Linked DNA regions of Mus musculus: all the other regions are linked to region 5. Evidence: chromatin contacts called from public HiChIP or PLAC-seq data. All regions are on one chromosome and are shown on one strand. Each heading gives the region's core, a stretch centred on a gene start, on an enhancer-like site or on the middle of the called end of the contact. The rest is flanking DNA. Distances are from core to core; before and after follow the strand shown.

The links. HiChIP or PLAC-seq counts read pairs in DNA pulled down with a chosen protein or histone mark.
Region 1: a contact with region 5 is called in an H3K27ac HiChIP or PLAC-seq map of extraembryonic endoderm stem cells, with 6 times the contacts expected there. The contact joins two enhancer-like sites. A contact is called at or near these places in 1 of 15 datasets of contacts at CTCF or cohesin (embryonic stem cells), 3 of 484 Hi-C or Micro-C datasets (the HPC-7 cell line, bone marrow-derived DN3 thymocytes and cerebral cortex), 4 of 115 datasets of contacts at active chromatin or transcription factors (bone marrow-derived macrophages, embryonic stem cells and extraembryonic endoderm stem cells) and 1 of 9 other capture datasets (embryonic stem cells).
Region 2: a contact with region 5 is called in a FOXA1 HiChIP or PLAC-seq map of pancreatic cancer cells. The contact joins two enhancer-like sites. A contact is called at or near these places in 3 of 15 datasets of contacts at CTCF or cohesin (the NIH/3T3 cell line, embryonic stem cells and pro-B cells), 28 of 484 Hi-C or Micro-C datasets (the C2C12 cell line, CD8 T cells, the HL-1 cell line and 22 more) and 5 of 115 datasets of contacts at active chromatin or transcription factors (cardiomyocytes, embryonic basal ganglia, embryonic stem cells and 2 more).
Region 3: an H3K27ac HiChIP or PLAC-seq map of extraembryonic endoderm stem cells shows a contact between it and region 5, with 15 times the contacts expected there. The contact joins two enhancer-like sites. A contact is called at or near these places in 2 of 15 datasets of contacts at CTCF or cohesin (both in embryonic stem cells), 16 of 484 Hi-C or Micro-C datasets (the C2C12 cell line, the HL-1 cell line, brown adipocytes and 6 more), 15 of 115 datasets of contacts at active chromatin or transcription factors (double positive thymocytes, embryonic basal ganglia, embryonic stem cells and 5 more) and 1 of 9 other capture datasets (embryonic stem cells).
Region 4: an H3K27ac HiChIP or PLAC-seq map of differentiating embryonic stem cells shows a contact between it and region 5, with 6 times the contacts expected there. The contact joins two enhancer-like sites. A contact is called at or near these places in 2 of 15 datasets of contacts at CTCF or cohesin (the NIH/3T3 cell line and embryonic stem cells), 4 of 484 Hi-C or Micro-C datasets (Sertoli cells, nephron progenitors, trophoblast stem cells and 1 more), 12 of 115 datasets of contacts at active chromatin or transcription factors (differentiating embryonic stem cells, embryonic basal ganglia, embryonic stem cells and 6 more) and 1 of 9 other capture datasets (embryonic stem cells).
Region 6: a FOXA1 HiChIP or PLAC-seq map of pancreatic cancer cells shows a contact between it and region 5. The contact joins two enhancer-like sites. A contact is called at or near these places in 5 of 115 datasets of contacts at active chromatin or transcription factors (embryonic basal ganglia, embryonic stem cells, forebrain and 2 more).

The regions. Positions count from the first base shown.
Region 1 is chr1:89,645,205-89,647,904 of GRCm38.p6, reverse strand. All of the region lies in intron 6 of Agap1 (ArfGAP with GTPase domain, ankyrin repeat and PH domain 1), which reads right to left. Among named protein-coding and RNA genes, the nearest start is that of 4933400F21Rik, 37 kb to the left of the region's middle. Within about 2 kb of position 1,359, at least 10 of the 459 cell types and tissues checked have an H3K27ac peak or open chromatin away from gene starts, as enhancers often do. A contact at or near this core is called in extraembryonic endoderm stem cells, where this site is marked.
Region 2 is chr1:89,508,652-89,511,351 of GRCm38.p6, reverse strand. All of the region lies in intron 1 of Agap1 (ArfGAP with GTPase domain, ankyrin repeat and PH domain 1), which reads right to left. Among named protein-coding and RNA genes, the nearest start is that of Agap1, 55 kb to the right of the region's middle. Within about 2 kb of position 1,446, at least 41 of the 459 cell types and tissues checked have an H3K27ac peak or open chromatin away from gene starts, as enhancers often do. A contact at or near this core is called in the C2C12 cell line and pancreatic cancer cells, where this site is marked.
Region 3 is chr1:88,799,325-88,802,024 of GRCm38.p6, reverse strand. No RefSeq gene overlaps it. Among named protein-coding and RNA genes, the nearest start is that of Platr5, 46 kb to the right of the region's middle. Within about 2 kb of position 1,379, at least 28 of the 459 cell types and tissues checked have an H3K27ac peak or open chromatin away from gene starts, as enhancers often do. A contact at or near this core is called in embryonic stem cells, extraembryonic endoderm stem cells and trophoblast stem cells, where this site is marked.
Region 4 is chr1:88,838,935-88,841,634 of GRCm38.p6, reverse strand. No RefSeq gene overlaps it. Among named protein-coding and RNA genes, the nearest start is that of Platr5, 85 kb to the right of the region's middle. Within about 2 kb of position 1,349, at least 83 of the 459 cell types and tissues checked have an H3K27ac peak or open chromatin away from gene starts, as enhancers often do. A contact at or near this core is called in differentiating embryonic stem cells and embryonic stem cells, where this site is marked.
Region 5 is chr1:89,190,228-89,192,927 of GRCm38.p6, reverse strand. No RefSeq gene overlaps it. Among named protein-coding and RNA genes, the nearest start is that of Gm34331, 88 kb to the right of the region's middle. Within about 2 kb of position 1,282, at least 91 of the 459 cell types and tissues checked have an H3K27ac peak or open chromatin away from gene starts, as enhancers often do. A contact at or near this core is called in the C2C12 cell line, differentiating embryonic stem cells, embryonic stem cells and 3 more, where this site is marked.
Region 6 is chr1:89,569,401-89,572,100 of GRCm38.p6, reverse strand. The region is part of intron 1 of Agap1 (ArfGAP with GTPase domain, ankyrin repeat and PH domain 1); the gene reads right to left. The region is part of intron 1 of Gm41914 (a long non-coding RNA gene); the gene reads left to right. Among named protein-coding and RNA genes, the nearest start is that of Gm41914, 10 kb to the left of the region's middle. Within about 2 kb of position 1,375, at least 71 of the 459 cell types and tissues checked have an H3K27ac peak or open chromatin away from gene starts, as enhancers often do. A contact at or near this core is called in pancreatic cancer cells and trophoblast stem cells, where this site is marked.

The DNA.
Region 1 (2,700 bases), core at 110-2,609, 450 kb before region 5:
AGGAAGACCACCTTTGAAACGTGGAGAAACAAATATGGAAGTTTCTTTTCACCCCAACTCATTTCCCCAAACTTCAGCCACAGCTGTGATCAGTCAGACTTCAATTAAAGCACAGGCAGTGGTCCTATCAATCACGAAGGACGATAAATTTCTCATCTTTCTCATTAGCTCCCCCGTCACACAGCTTAAATATAAACACACCTTGCAACAGGACTGTAAATCACTCAGCCCTTGGTGACTCTACCCAGCAGTGCAAGAGGCAGGAATGATGTGAGCAAAATCCAAGGCACAATCACCACACTAAAGCTGATTTACACACCTCGGAAAAATAAAAAGCCTCCGAGAATCAGACTGACAGCGGGTCTCTTTGAGTTTGTTTATTTGGCTTAAAACGGGTAATGACCTGTCTTTATTAGTATGACTAAGTTTTATGTGCAAAATCCAATTTTCTGTAGAAATATTTTTTGCTGCATCTGCCAACAGTATCTCTTGCAGTTACCTGTAGCTATTAATTTTTAAAAAGCTAAATCCCTCAACTTTTTTTTTAAGTTTTAAAGGGGGGGGGAAAGAGTAGAAAACCAACAAACTATTTTCTTGAGGTAAAATTAACAGAAGCAGATGCAGAGACAGCGGAGCTGGCTGTGGGCGGGGCTCCCACAGCGGCCATTACTCCGAGCCGGAGCCGCTTCTGAACACTTTTCATGTATTTTCTCTGAGCCTGTGATTAAATGTGGGCTGTGGGCTGTGGGTGTGTGTCTCCCAAGTGCAAACTTTATACAGCACTCAGAACACAGTCCAGTGAATTCTGCTATCCTACCGCTGAACCGCTAAGAATCAACCAGCTGTCACGGCAAGAGAAGCCATTTGTGCCTCCAGTGTGACCTTCCAGGCACCTACACACCACATCCCATGTGTGCCTAGATTAACTGTATCTTCCTAATTTACACGGAGGCAGCACAAGATTTTGCTACCATCTTTAACCCACAAGAGCTAAGGAGGTCTCTGCAGATCACACCTGAAGCCACAGCAGGAAGTCTGAAACCCTAAGCAAAGGGCAGCCCTGTCTGTGACTCCACTGCCACCTAGTGGCCTACACTTGACTTACCTGGCACAACCACGGAGCAACTGGTGCTGTTCTGACAGCCCCAGAGGACAAGTGAACAACAAGCAGAGATAAAGAGCAAAGTCAGGCTAAGACAAGCCACCAACCAAATGTGACCACCCTGCTGGAGTTGACAGCGTGTGGCCAATGGCTCAGAAAAGCAGTTGCCTGAAAGCCATAGCACTCCAGCCCCAATGGCTACAAAGTATCTTGTACAAGTAGCTGTGATTTCCCCAGCTACTGAGACTCTGACAAGTGGAGTTAATATGTAACTTTTAGGTCACCTAACAACAATGGCCAATGGAGTGGGGAATCTTGGACACAGAACTGGCCTGCTGTGGCAATTAACGACCAGTGTGATCTCTGGCAAGGTATCTGACCTTTCTGTGCCTCAGGTTCCTCACTGAGAGGTGCATGCATGGTATCTGTATTGGCTGATGGATATGAGACACAGCCTGGTAGTGATGATTTGGTATGAGATACAGAACAAGCGTGGTCCTTGCACAGACACCAGGCAGGCAAATGCCATCACCCATACCCTGCACCAGCACCTACTCTAGCTTCAGAAAGTGCTGTGCCAAGTAGATTATGACCTCCAAGGGAGGAACTTGGGCCCTGTTCAGCTCAGCAGCCCTGGCTCCAGATACAAGACCTGAGGCAGGTAGAGACAAGAGAAGAAATTTTTCTAAGGCCCTAGTTTTCTGCTGGGACATCCTAGGGGCAAAAGCAAGGCTGGAGAGAAAGAGACCCAATCCAAAAGATGAAGCATTGCATCAGCAAGAGTGAAAGGAGGGCAGGATGCAGGGCTAGAGCATGCAGGTTTCACAGATATGCTCCGATCATACCTGCATCACAGCTATCCTCTGGAGAGCTGGGGAGAAGGCATGGACATGAAATGTGTGAATCCATACAGGGTGGACCAGGTGGGCGTAGGGAGGAAGGGCTAAAATGGAGCCAGAGCTGCCTAATAGTCTAACCTGGGGCCTGAGGAACTCAGTCACTCTAAGACACCCAAACCCTGACTTAGTGCATAAGTCTCAGTTGAAAGAACTCTGAGAACCTGATAAACCACAGTGGGGAGACAGAGGGTACAGTGAGGATGAGACCCACACCCACCACCCATGTGTAACAAGTACAATGCCTGTTTCAGCTCTGTACTTGCCAAGGGAACCCACCAGGCCTCGGGTGTCTCGGTACCTCTGCCTTTGGGCACAGGAAAATATACCCTTCCCAAGAATATTCCTTGCATGACTATTAGGCCACTTGGCCACACTTGGAAAAGATGTATGTGTCCCAGTCCGTGAAGCCAAGGCTAAACCAAAGCATGCTAGTGGCTAGGGTTGGGTCTGAGAGGGGGCAGGCGGTAGGGAACAGTGCCACATTCTCTCCTGCAGCAGGAGACAGAGCGGGCACCAGTGCAGGCAGTGTAGCCTGGTGATGGGTGCTGCCTGTGCTTCTCATCTGAACATAGGCTGCTGTGTGTTCCAAGGGGACGGCAAGTGTGGACTCGGGAGAGAGGAGTCTCCCAGGAAATCTCTAAGCTGCACACGGCTTCATTTTGTGACGGCTCTGTACCTGACCTGCTGCTTCTAGGACAT
Region 2 (2,700 bases), core at 197-2,696, 320 kb before region 5:
AGCAAGCAAGCACAGGGCCCACTGCACAGGCGGGCAGTGGAGGGGCCCACACAGAGTAGTAGCACTTTAAGGACCACGGGGTGAAGACTGGCTGCACTGGCCTAGCTCTTGAAGAAGACTTGAAGAGCAGGAGGGTAACAACAGACTTGAAGGGGAAGAAAAACAAAACACATCCTACAACACATCCCATTCAAGGATATGTGCCATCTTCACTACTCAAGAATCTCTCTCTCTCTCTCTCTCTCTCTCTCTCTCTCTCTCTCTCTCTCTCCCTCCCTCCCTCCCTCCCTCCCCCCCTCCCTCCCTCCCTCCCTCCCTCTGGGGACAGTCTGCAGGAAACAGACTCTTAACAATGGAAGCCCTGCATCCCATCCAGCTACCACCCACAGCAGTGAGAAGAATCCCCATACACTGTAATCACTTGATTACAGTCATAATACGTTCTGATTTGACTACACAGCTCGCTTATTATGGGCATGAGAAAATAGAGGAACAGTTTCAATTACACTTCGTGTAACAGACGAATACAAGAGAATAGCTTTCAATCACGGTGAACGGGTGTAAAAGTTCATTAACCGCTGATCCCTTTACGACAGCCACCTGAGATGATCCTCCACAGGCACAGTTTTAATGCATACTTACCCAAATCTCTAAGCTCAAATACATTTATGAAGATTAGCATTTTTGTTCATTTCGGCAAGGCTGAGGTATTAGCTAGTTTGCTTTGGATAAAAATCCCAAGCTCATTCACCGAAGACCCAGAGAGTTAAGTTAAAATTAAAAGCCTACATCTTGTAAAATAGGACAAAAGCCCAACTTGGGAGGCTGAAAGAAGTCACATTCCAGCCAGAATGGAAGCCAGCAGCCTTCCTCTGCAAACAGGGTTCAGCTCAAATCCATCAGCAGCTTTTAAATCAAAGGCCTTTGCTTCTGCCTTAAATGCTAGGTCAATTAGAATTCTAATCCAAAAAATGGTCCTTAATGGGCCTTCATTAAAGTTCACAGACACTTGTTCCAAACACTGAGTTTGTTGTTTAAGCCTCCCTACGTCCTCACCCGAGAAGCTGCTGAGCGAGCGGCCGAACACTAGCTAGTCACAGGCTGCCTAGGATACGTAAGGCACCTGAGACAAGAGACCTCCAGCTCAGGCAGGAAGTAGGAGATAAAGGGTGTCTGTCACTTGTACACACAGCTGCCAACTGCAGGACTGTGCACTCCTATTAAAAGCTGGGTGTGGTGGTGCCCATTTGTAGTCGCACTGCTGGGGAGACAGGTGGATCCCCAGAGCCAACTTAGTGAGTTGCAGGCCAATGAGAAACACTGTCTTTCTGGCTCACAGTGTCAGAAAGTGTCAGGGTGGGGAAGTCAGAGCAGTGCTAGCCTCAAGCAGCTGCTCACTTCCCATCCACAGGTCAGAAACAGACTGAGGAATGCTGGCTGCTCAGCTCACGTTCTCCTCCAGATACAGTCCATGATCCCAGCCTAGGGAATGAGTCATGCCATCCACAGTGGCACTAAGGACAATCCCACCTCAAACTCAGCAAGATTGCCTGACAGTTATAGCCAGAGGCTGGTCTCCAGGGTGCTTCTATACCCTATCAAGTTGGCATGAGATAAACCATTGCACTAAATTCCCTTAAAATCAAAAAGTTTAGTGCATCCAAGAACACTCCCCAAGACATAAAAACACAAACCACAAAATGAGTGATCCCAGCCGGAGAATCGATGAATACCCACCCGGAATACATGAGGAACACTTACAGCTCAACAAGAAACACACAGCCCAATTTAAACATGGACAAAAACCTGAAAAGGCTCTTCTCCTAAGAATATACACAAACAGATGAAAATCACAGGAAAACTGTTCAACTCTATTAGTACTGGAAATGCAGATCAAAACCACAGTAAGACAACCCTTCTCACCAACCAGAGCAGCTGCAATGAGAGAGTCACAACAGTGTGCAAGGGTGTGGAGAAACTAGAGCTCTCAAAATCTGCTGGAGGAAACGACTAGCCAAAAGGCAGAAGCAATCCAGTGCCTACCCACAGCAAAAGGAGATACAAAAACACAATGAGCGTGTTCCACCCTATCTTTAAGAAGAAAATCTGACCCATGCTAAGACATGAGGAAGCATTGGATGTATGTAAATAAATAAATAAATAAATATTGCATGTTTCCATTTATATGGAATAAGTAAATCCACAGAAATTAAATGTTGCCAAGGCTGGGAGGAAAAAAAAAAGAATCTGAGAGCGGCCACTAAGGGGTATAAGTTACTTGGAGGTGACACCAAATAAACAAACAAACAAGCCAGAATTAGGTAGTACTCATGGTTATGCAAATACAAGCTTTGACTTCAACATTTAAAATTTTTATTTTTAATTGGGGGATGCACTTGAGTGCAGTGCCCAGAGAGGCTAGGAGAGGACAGCGGATCCTAGAGGCCACTGTTGTTTCAGAAGGCTGTAAGCTGTCCAGCATGGCTGCTGGGAACTGAACTCAGGTCCTCTGTAAGAACAGTATACACTCTTAACTGTGAAGCCCTCTCTCCAGGCCCAGGCAGTACACTTTGAAAGGGATAGAGTTTAAATGGGTCACTGGGATGTGCTCTCTAGAAAGATGCATCTTTCCTCCAAGCCCCTGTGCTTCTAGCATGAAGATGACATCTCTGTTCTGTCACTTTCCCCACCATGATGCAT
Region 3 (2,700 bases), core at 130-2,629, 390 kb after region 5:
CCATGAAGTTGACAAAGTCATCTCCTGAGCCACTTGCTGGGTGCTGGTCTGACAGACTCTAGGTCACCTGTGACACCCAGCCACTGTGACTTAAGCCATAGATAGGATCCTAAGTCATGGGATCGAGTCTTGGGACATCTTGATTTCTTTGGTGAGGGCTTTGGGGATCTGCTGGCTAGCACATTTCATCTCAGTATGAAGATGAATTAGAATCAACTTGTTAGCACACCTTAAGAAAGATGGAGGGCTGAGATGTGACCTGTTAGTAGAGTCTTCACTTAGTACCCATGACACCCATGAGTACCCATGAGTATCCATGAGGTTCTATCCTCAACTCAGGAAAATAAAACAAACAAAAAAGTTATAGCAGAAATGTCACCTCAAATTGCCTAGTGAACAATTTTTTTTGAAGTGAATGAATAAGTTAGAAAACTTCACTGAGCAATCTAGCTCTAATCTAACACCTGGATGAGTACTGATATCTTTTGGATCCTCCCTCCCTCCCTCCCTCCCTCCCTCCCTCCCTCCCTCCCTTCCTTCCTTCCTTCCTTCCTTCCTTCCTTCCTTCCTTCCTTCCTTCCTTTGGTTTCAGGACCTGGAACAAGAGACTGAAGTGCATAACTTACATACCAAAGCAGACTAGGCCTCCAGGTTCTCCCAGCATTCCTCAGTTCCTACCTGGTACACCCTGCCCCCAACCCTGAACTTTCCACCCCAGAGGCTCCTCCCTATATAATAATCCAGACATGTTGGTCTCTATTCCTTTCCTCTCTCTCTCTTCTCTCTATGCTCATACCCTTTCTCTCTTTCTCTGTCCCCCATCCCTCCCAATGGCAACTCCTCTGGCCTCAATTCCCAATAAACCTGCCTTTAATATGATCTAATCTAATCTGGTTTGAATTGGCTCATTTCACCAGCGGCAAAGAACTAACCTATCACCTTTCTCTCTTTTCCCTGAGAAGGCACTAGAAGCAGCTGTCCACCAAGGGAAGCAGTTCTCTGTGTAAGGACCCAGCCCCCTCCACTTTCAGTATCCTTCCCAGTGGCTCAAAATGCATGTGGGACCAATGCTCTGGGAAGCAGTGAGCAGAAGTCAGGACTCGGTTTTTGTGAAATCTTAGACCTGGAAGCCAGTTGAGTCCCCCTGACTTGAGGTATCTTTGAGCTCTAAACACACAGGGACAGCCAGCTACCTGTCAACACTGCCATTAAACCTGACCGTGGGACTAAAGCAGGGTCCCAGAAGTCACATCTGTTATTGTTCTGCTTTGTTACTTCAGGACAACAGTGCCTGTGTCTTCCTCCTCCTCACTAGATTTCACCACACCCTTGCCTCGGAGGCCAGGGAAACACAATGCCCTTCAAGTTCTAGCTGAAGGACACTGGACTTTGCACAGAAGTGGCTGCTCCTGCAGTGTGCGGAGGAGTGGGTAGGGTGGGGCTGGCTCGGAATCCACTCTCTAGCCTGAGGCACTTGCATTAAGTCCATTGTTTATTCATGAGCTGTTGTTTTTATAAATTTATAGAGTACATCCTTTGCCGTAGGCAGGCTATATTATACACTTTACAAAGCAGAGACTCTCCTCTCTCAAATTCTTAGATAATTTGAAAGCACCATGCTTGGTGGATAGCACTGTTCTTGAAGTGTTTGTTCTTAACTTGGTCACTCCCATAAAAAACTGCAGGTGACTTGCAGGCTTCATGTTCAGCAAGCCCAATTTTTTGTTTTTATTTGTTGTCTTTTGTTTGTTTTTAAATCACAAAGGCAAGGATAGGTGGGTCCTTTTTTTCTCTCTCTCTCATTATGCAATTTTGCCTCAAAATGCTTAGGCTTTCAAACTCTTCCTAAGAATCTCGTCTTCAACAATTCCAGAAATGCCAGTCAGGCAACTCTGAACTTCGTGTAATCACAAATGATGGCTCAAAGCCCCGAACTTATCTCCTGTACAACACAAGGCCCAACTGTGCCTTGGGACAATGAACAATGTGCTCCACGGTAACACGTTAGATGGTGCGTGAGTGTCAGCTACTGAAGCACACAGGGGATGGTCGGTTAAGAACCCCCTCTCCCACCCCACCACACACACACACACACACACACACACACACACACACACACATGAGAATCACTCCGAACAGCCAGGGGATGAGGGAAATGGCTCTTTAATAAGGCTGGCCTGTTTCTGCCTAACCTCCTAGGGAAAGTAGCCATGAACAGACAATGTTAGCAGTTTCTATAAATACTCAATGTTCCACACAGGCTATCCTCTTTGAGTCTCTTTTAGGTCCTGACTTTAAACTGTTAAGCGGAGACAAAAGACTTCGAGTCTGGCTGTTCCAACAAGTAGAAGATTTACACAGCAAAGATACTGTCACGATTACTTTTGAAGTGAACCGGTATTGTTCTTTTCTGGTAGTTCTTACCCAGGGTCAGGACCGCCTGCCTGCCTGCCTGCCTGCATCTCTGCCTGTCAGAATTAGGTCTTTCCCTGATAAACACAAAGCAGCACAGGACCATGGCTGGGACCCTGCTGCTCCCTGGGAATGGCCTGCTAAAGGCATGTTCTTTTATATGGGAATGAGCCGGATGCGCTGTGAGCCAGGGATGCCTTCTTTAGTCCTGGGAACAGGACCTAATTAGGAGCAATCTTAGTCAACAAATTAACAGAAATATATTCTCACCAAACCTAATCTCAGCTT
Region 4 (2,700 bases), core at 100-2,599, 350 kb after region 5:
GATGTACCTTCTCCAGCAAGGCTCTGCCTTTCTAAAGGTTCCATGATACATGCCACCCTTCCCCCCCCCCCCCCCCCCCCCGCCGAAACACCACCACCAAATGGGGACCAAATACTCAAATACAAAAAGCCTACAAGAAACATTTCTCATTCAACCCATCTCATCAAGCACGGGAAAAGATTAAATGTCATTTGACTACTCAAGGGGGAAAAAAAATCCCGTAATTCAGAAATTTGCTGATGTAGCAGGAATCCTGGGCCATGTGAGTCAGGGTGCCTGAGCTCTTATCTCAGCTGTGTCATTACCTGTGGGCAAATCTCCTGGACTCGGTACTGTTGTTACATGGTGGGATATATAATTAGAAATCCAGAGCTAAGTACACTGCCATCCACCAAGGTGCTTTCAGTATTTCCCACATGGTTGGAGAGCTCGGACCCTGTTTGATGATCTACCAATGACTTGGACTGTGGGGGAAGAGTCCAGAGAGACCCTGCTTCTTCTGTCTATCAACAACTCTTCAAAAGGCAATCAGTAGAAAGGCTCTGGGAAGGTCCAGAGTCTCAGGAATAATGATTACGTATTAGCCTTTAGAGAGCTCCACTTTCTGCCAGGAATCTCCGTCAAACGCCACAGGCAGATGATTCAAGACCTCTGCTCTGCTCTGGATCCTCCTGCAACGTCCCTGGCAAGAGGAAAGATATTCTAGGAGGACATACATACTCCTCCCTTTGGCTACCAGACTCTTGAGACAATGGAATCTCTCAAATCAAAATTTCCCAGGAATCCCTCACTGATAAATAAATAAATAAATAAATAAAAATAAAAAAATAAAAAAAAAGAAGGCTGGGAGCTTAGTACTGGTGGGAGGAAGCGCTTGTCTCCTGTCACCTTTTCAGGCTACCAGTGATGGGCGTAGAGGTAAAGCCTGCCCTCTTAGGGCTTCTAGGCCCAGGCTCTGATCCTAATAACTCTGGTTCAGCGGGACTGAGGAGGGTGCCCGGCCTGTGGGCGATCTCTGGGGATCAGAGGCTGTAACTCCAAGGGTATCCTCACTTTCCCTCTAGTACCCCTGGCAACTCACAGGGAGTCTCCTGAGCCTACCCAAGCCCCTCCTGATCCAGGAGCTTAGAGAAGTGAGTCCGAGGGAGAGTCTCCACAGTGAGTTAGCTGTGTGCCCCGATTTGGTGCCATTTGGAAGGAATGCTCTTCAACAGAGCCCTTTCTCCCAAGACTGCTTTCAGACTGCAGTCCTTTTGTTCCGGAATCGCTTTGTTTCCTTTTCATTTGAGCCCCAAAGCCATTAGGCCTCACACTCCCTGCTCTGTGTGGGCATCCAGACAGGGATTGCAGATGGCTGGACAGAAGGGGCCTTGTGCTCTCAGCTGGATTTGCCCCGGGAGCTTCCTCTAATGTATAGCATCTTTCACTAACATTTGCTTTTTCAAAGCCGCCTTCCCTGCACAGAGGTTCTTTCTGTACCCATGACACAAATCCTGCCTCTGCTTTTCTTCATTGTAAGTTTATTTGTTTCGAGCCTTTCATAGAAACACACCCCTGGCTTCTTACTTTAGCAGTGCAGACCGTGGATTCTCTGCCAAAAAGATGGTCTCCTCTGGGGTCCACCCTACTGATCACATACTCCCTCTCAACCACTCCCTTCTCTCTCTCTTCCCTTCCACCCCTCCCCTCTCTCAATCAAAGTCTTTTCTTCAGAAAGCAAAGCAACTGAGTTAGGTCTTCTTCAGGTTCCTCTTTTTTCTTTAAGATGCCAGTGCCTGGAGCTGGACGGATTTTGCCCAGCTGCCATCCACCAAGGTGCTTTCAGTATTCAGAGTCCTGGGCCCCACCCAGGCCCCCTGAGCCTCAGGGGAGGTGCAGCCCCGGTAGTTTGTATTCATAGCAAATGCCCCAGGTGTTTCAGAGGAGACAACTGAATTTATTTAGCAGCTTGCTTCTGCTTGCAGGAGTAAACAATCCTTTCAGAACATCGTGGAGGGAGGTGCAGGACAGCCTGGGGGCACCCCCACCTGCTCCTGCTGCTCCCTAAGCAGCCTTGGCTTTGCTGCAGGACACAGGTGTGTAGGATTTGGCATAAGGAGAAAGCACAACAGACAGCTTTGGAAACTAATGATCTCTGGCTACTCCTGAGACTCCCTTCCCCCAAAGCTTTTTTTTTTTTTTTTTTTTTTTATTCCAGGGTTTCAACCTAGTGCAAACCAAGTACAAGCTTAGCTTAGAGTTAAGGACTGGTCATGAACATGATGACAGCTACATATAGTAATGGGCTCTTTCCAAAGACTCCATCCTTCACCCAGTCTTCCTGAAGGATGCCGAAGCCCAGGGTTGGTTAGTGTTACTCTGGAGACTGGAAGCAGAATTCCTCTCCGTCCACTTAAAGAGCACACATATCAACACTTTATCCGGATAGGAATGGACATCTCTTTGCCCTCTTCTGAGGATTGATGGAGAGCCGGTGCTCCTTCTCCTATGAGAGACTGAGAGACTGATGAAAACTGATCTATCCTAAAGCTGGTTCCAACTCTATACATGCTGTTCTCCTAACTCAGTCAGATCGATGGGAGACGCTCTGGCACCATTCAGTGCAGAGAAAAGACAATCATAAAAGAATTGCCTGCCACATGACCCTGGGATGAAACGGGGAACAGTGAAGAGCCGGGAGCTGTGGGAATGTGCCCCCTC
Region 5 (2,700 bases), core at 33-2,532:
AAGCAGGAAAAGCTGGGAAGAACGTCAAAGGTCTAGTAGATGGGTGGTTCATGGAGGAGCAATGACCCTAGGCAAGCAAGCAGTCATTAACACAGGCAGAGAGGGGACGGGAGAGGCGAGTACTTGGATTCCCACAGTTCAAGCACATCAGCGAGGGACCCAGACTGACACCAGTGCAGAGTCTTCCTTGTCTGATTGGCTGGCAGGTGATCCACCCTTCTGGCTTCCACCAGTGCCCTGGGGCCCCATCACTTTCTGACTGGGAGACTGTTCATAAGCTACTTCCTCAGGCGAATGCTTGCTGTACATTTCTTTGCCGACTTCACCCAGCTCCAGCCTTGAACAGAAGCCCTGATCCCCATAGACCCTGCCTCGGTGGGACTGGTTGACTCTCTTATCTTAGCTGCTGAGAGTCAGGTCCCAAGTAGGAGTGTCTGGGACTTCCTTCCTTTCTTGCTACTTAAAATGTCTTGATTAGATTTTCCAGCCTTATCAGCTGTGAAAGGCAGAGAGACGTCTAGCTGCAGGCAAACCCTGCCGCAGACACCTCCTGCTCAACTCTGCTCTGGAGAGTTCCTGGAAGAAGTGTGTAGCCTCTCAGAGAGGATCTGGTGTTTTAGAGTCTTCTAGGAGAGGAAAATTCAGGTGGCAATATCTTTGAGGGCAGAACAGATTTCTTGATTTAACCTTGCTTTGAAGGCCAACCAAGGTTCCCCGGCTTGAAGGCAGATCTTTCTCCCAGGCTCACCTGCAGTTCATACAGAACTTTCTCGAGGCCCAGCCATGTGGTCACCTGTTGACACTATGGAGCCGTGGATTCAAGGTCACCTAGATACGGTATCTCACAGAACATCTGACCTGGAAAGGTGCTCTCTGTCTTGTCTCTCTTGTCCCTTTAGAGGAGGGGACTCCACACCATTTGGCTGCTGTCACAGGGTGTTCTAGAACACCCTAGAGTCTGCTGACATGACATCCATTTTCTTTTAAGGTTTATTCATTTTATGAGGATGTGTGTGTGTGTGTGTGTGTGTTTGCCCACCTGTATGTTTGCACAGCTTTCCTGCTTAGTACCCAAAGAGGCCAGTAGAGGGAGTCAGGTCCCATGGACCTGGAGTTTTCCGGCAGTTTTGAGCTGCCATGTGGGTGATGGAATTAAACCTAGGTTGTCTGAAAGAAGAGTCAATGTTCTTAACTACTGAGCCCTCTCTCCAGTCCTGTATTCATATTTGAGTGCATTAAGTGGACTATGTGCATGCAGTGCCTGCAAAGGTCAGAAGAGGGCGCCAGATCCCTCTGAGCTGGGGTTAGAAATGTTTGTGACTCACAGTGGAAATCCGCTGGGGTCCTCTCCAAGAGCGCGAAGTAAGTGTTCTTAATCTTTCCAACCCTGCAATCTGCTTTCCACAGCGGGTCACTGCGGTTCTCTTAGTGCAATCTTGACGTCATTTCGGATAGAAATTTTGACAGAGAAATCTGTAAGGGCACTGGCCTTTAGTGGTTCTTCAAGTCTCAGCAATTTCTCACTGAGATAAGATGCAGACCCCTCTTTGAAGCTGACTTTGCTGAGCACTCTTACCCTCCTTCTGGAATGGCATGCTTGGAATGTGATTTCAGCTTATCAGCCTCCTCCCCAGCGGCCAAGGCAGTAGCTAGTCTCCAAGGCGTCCAGAAACCTTCACCTTCTAAGCCTCTATAAAACTGAACTTGCCCATAGCCGCCCCCACCTCTCTTCTAGTCTCAACCTGTTGGCTCTGGATCCCTCCTCCCCTGAGTGACCTCTGGTCTCTTTCAGTGCTGAATGCCCTGGGGGAGGGGAGGGGGAGGGGGAGGGGGAGGGGAGGGGGAGGGGGAGGGTAAGAATCAAAGCCATTCTAGAAACTTCTGTCTTGTACTTTGATGATTTGGAAATTCCATGGTGAAAAAAATATGGACTTCCGCTTTTAATTAATAAAAAAAAAAAAAAAAAAACACCCCTGGGCCAAACTATGGGATTAAGTCAATAATAAGTTCCAAATCCAGGAAGCAGATGTTCCGAGGCCGGTTTATTTATTCAACATGGTGTGACGCTGAGACCTAGCTGCATAAATGCTCTTACAAGACGGGAAATCCTTCCCAAGGAATTTTGTACACAAGAAGCCCCCTTTCCTGTCCCCTTATCTCCAAGGCTCTGCTTTGATGCTTTACCTCATGGCTGACTTGGTTCCCTCTGCAATTCTCGGGTCTCAGTCACCTGACCTTGAGCCAAAGACCCCTTGAGCAAATCTCCCGGACTGTAGGGAGGATAATGAATTACTCCAAATACATTTGCCTCCGCTGCTGCGTTGTCGTTAAGGAGAAATGGTACTTTAGTCTAAGAAAATGACTGTGCACTGAGATACCATTCCACCGTGAACTAGCCCTGGGTAAATTATTTTATCAGCATAATACATAATGATTTTAGAAAGCTTAAGGGATTGGAAGAGAGTCATGGGGCCCCATTCACAGAGCATGCATTTTGGCTTTTGGAGATCTGGATTTACAAAATGAAACGGATTCTCCGGCTGCCTTGGGGGCCAACGCTTTAGTTAATTTAATTTTCTGGATACATAAAGCTAATCCAGAGGTTTGTCTCAGCTCCTTAAACAATCTTAGTTCAATGTGACGGCTGGAAATGTGGCTTCCCTTTCTGAGAAACCATGTGTGGGTAGCCCTGACATGTGA
Region 6 (2,700 bases), core at 126-2,625, 380 kb before region 5:
CCTAAACCGCACAGGTGGCATACCTAGAGCTGACTCCAGCTGTAGTCTAAGCTTTCCCCTCTCTATCCAGCAAAGAACCGGGGATATCACAGTCCACAGCAGATACTTCCCTACCTGCCCCTGGTGACTCTTAAGATGTCATGCCTGGTCACGGCCCTAAGGAGACCCTTTGAGACCCCAATTCAGACATGGCTTCTGGACCTGCACAGACATCACCTGGGAACATGTCCCTCCCTATCCTCATCCCTAAGAGGAACACTCTAGGACACATGCAGCAACATCAAGAGATGTCGCCAACCTCTCCTGTAATGATAACAAGATCTAGGCCCTCACTACAGCCCCAGACAGCCCTATCCCACTCCAATGTTTCAAGCTGCCTGTCCCCTCGTACTATGAGGTTGAGTCATTATAGTCACCTAGAAGGAGCCTTCCTCCACCTGCAGGCCTTTCCAGACAGCACCCATCTCCTGTACTCTAGTCAGAACTACTTCCTCCCCCTCTGGGGATTTCCCATCCCCTCACCCATCCCACACAGAAGGACGTCCAAGCCAAGCATCCTTCCAGCCTCCTCCACGCCTACACTCAGCTCCCTCTCCAGAAATGGTCGTCAGCCCTGATAGCCCGGCTTCACGGTGCAATTGTGCTCTGTAACCATGCCTTGCCTGCGGAGTAAAATGCACCCTCCTCAAGTGGCACCAAGCCTGACACCTTCAGCAGAACACCCTGCAGAACCCTGTGGCAGGGCCAGGTTACATGACTTGAATGACACAGACCCCTGGGACCCAAGCAAGGGAGCCCTGAGCCTGTGAAAACATGACAGAGCTATGACAATCAGACAGACAAGCAGGATCCAGTGGGTGAGGTGTTGACCCAGTGTTTACTGCAAGGCTGCCCCCACCTCCCACTGGCAACACCTTCATCCCCTGCCCCCACCTCCCACTGGCACACCTTCATCTCCTTTCTCAACCCTAACCACATCATTTGCACTCACCCCATGACACCTGTTGGAACCAGCAAGATGGAACCTAATATGTCCCGTCCGTCCATCCCCCACATGGCCTTGGCCATGCCCTCCCTGAAGAATAGACATGCTTCCCTGTGTCTTCCCTGGGAACTTAACCTCAAGTCTCAGGGACAGCAGCTTCCCCCTCCCCACCACTAGTTTCCTGATAGACAAGTCCTACTGGCTGGGGGTGGATCACCTCTGCAGGGTAGCAGTCAGCCCTGACCCACTCATGTGGCAAGCCAGATCAGCTGACTTGAACTGCACCCCCATGGTGCCCCTTTTTGGACCCCTCTCCCACACAGAAGTTTACCTCCAGCAGTTAGGAACAGACACAGGGAAGGACAGATGGTGAGTCACTTCTTCCCTGACCACAAAAATCCTGAGTGCAGCTGACCCTGGGTGGCCGCCCTCTGTGATAGCCTGTTCCTCCCTCAGTGGAAACCATGAAAACAAACTTACTGTGTGTCCTGGGGGGAAGGGCTGCTCCAAATGTGACGGCCCATGGTCCAGGCCTTGCTTCATTTCAGGGAATAGGGTACTAGGCATAAGAGTAGGGTGCAGAGGCTTTTGGTAGCCCTTGATGTTCAGTTCCTAGTTGGGTGCAGGACAGGAACCATGGCATGTCCAATGTTGGCATCCCTAGGACTGGAAGTAGCCAGAGAAAAAGGTGGAATGGCCTGGGCTGCTTCAAAAGAGACTGGCAACAGCTTTGCAGCCAGGGCTGGTGTCGGGACCTGAGGTCCCCAGCACCCAGCTCCGCATGCATTCCCAGTCACTGCTGTCACAGCAGGGGCTGTGAAGGCTGGATATGTAGGGGTCCCATCCTGGCTCCCAGAGAATGGACCTTACCTGCTGCTCCCCTCTCTGTCAAAGGACTTCCAGAGAAGCAACAGTCATCATGGGAAATTTCAGAGCCAAGGAGAGGTGGCAGACAGATAGCAGGATATTCCCCTGGGGCTTTTCTCCAAAAGACTCTGAAAAACTTGGAGTTTACACCCAGGGGGAGCAGGCGCCTAATGCAGCGTTGCTGCATAGCAGTGTGATGCACACACTGCACCCAGGAAAGCAAGCTTCTAAGACCCTCTGTTCCTCTGGGACTTTGGAGCATTCCTAGGCTGCTACCAAACACCAACACACGCAGGTCATCTCAAGGTTCACAACAGTGCCAGCCCACCTGGCCTACACTCCTTCCAGCCTAGCTGAGGATTGACCTAAGGAGGTAGCAGCGTGTAGCTCTTTCCCGTGAGGAGTACAAAACTGATCTGATTCAAATAAGGTGCAAGAAAAGATAACAGAGACCCACCCCCCCCCACACACACACACACACACAGGCCCCAAACACTATGCCATGTAGCTCTTAGCAAAACATCTCATCTCTGGAGATCACTGCCGACCCACCGTCATCACAGTTCCCAGCTCTCCCCCTTCTCTAGACAGCAAAGGTCCTGTTAAGGCTCACCTTGCCCCTCCTGATGCCAGGCCAGTATATGAGGGCATTCAAGGGCATGCATGACTACTTTTATTACTATTTTATGAATAGATAAAAGTCACAGGTTCTAACTGTGCCTGGATCCCATGGGAGACATAAAAACTCGCTGAGGCCAAGCAGCCCATGGGAAACATCTATTTGCTGGGCTACCCTGCCCCACACCAAAATCCAAGATGTTCCCATACTCAAGAGGATGTACTGAATG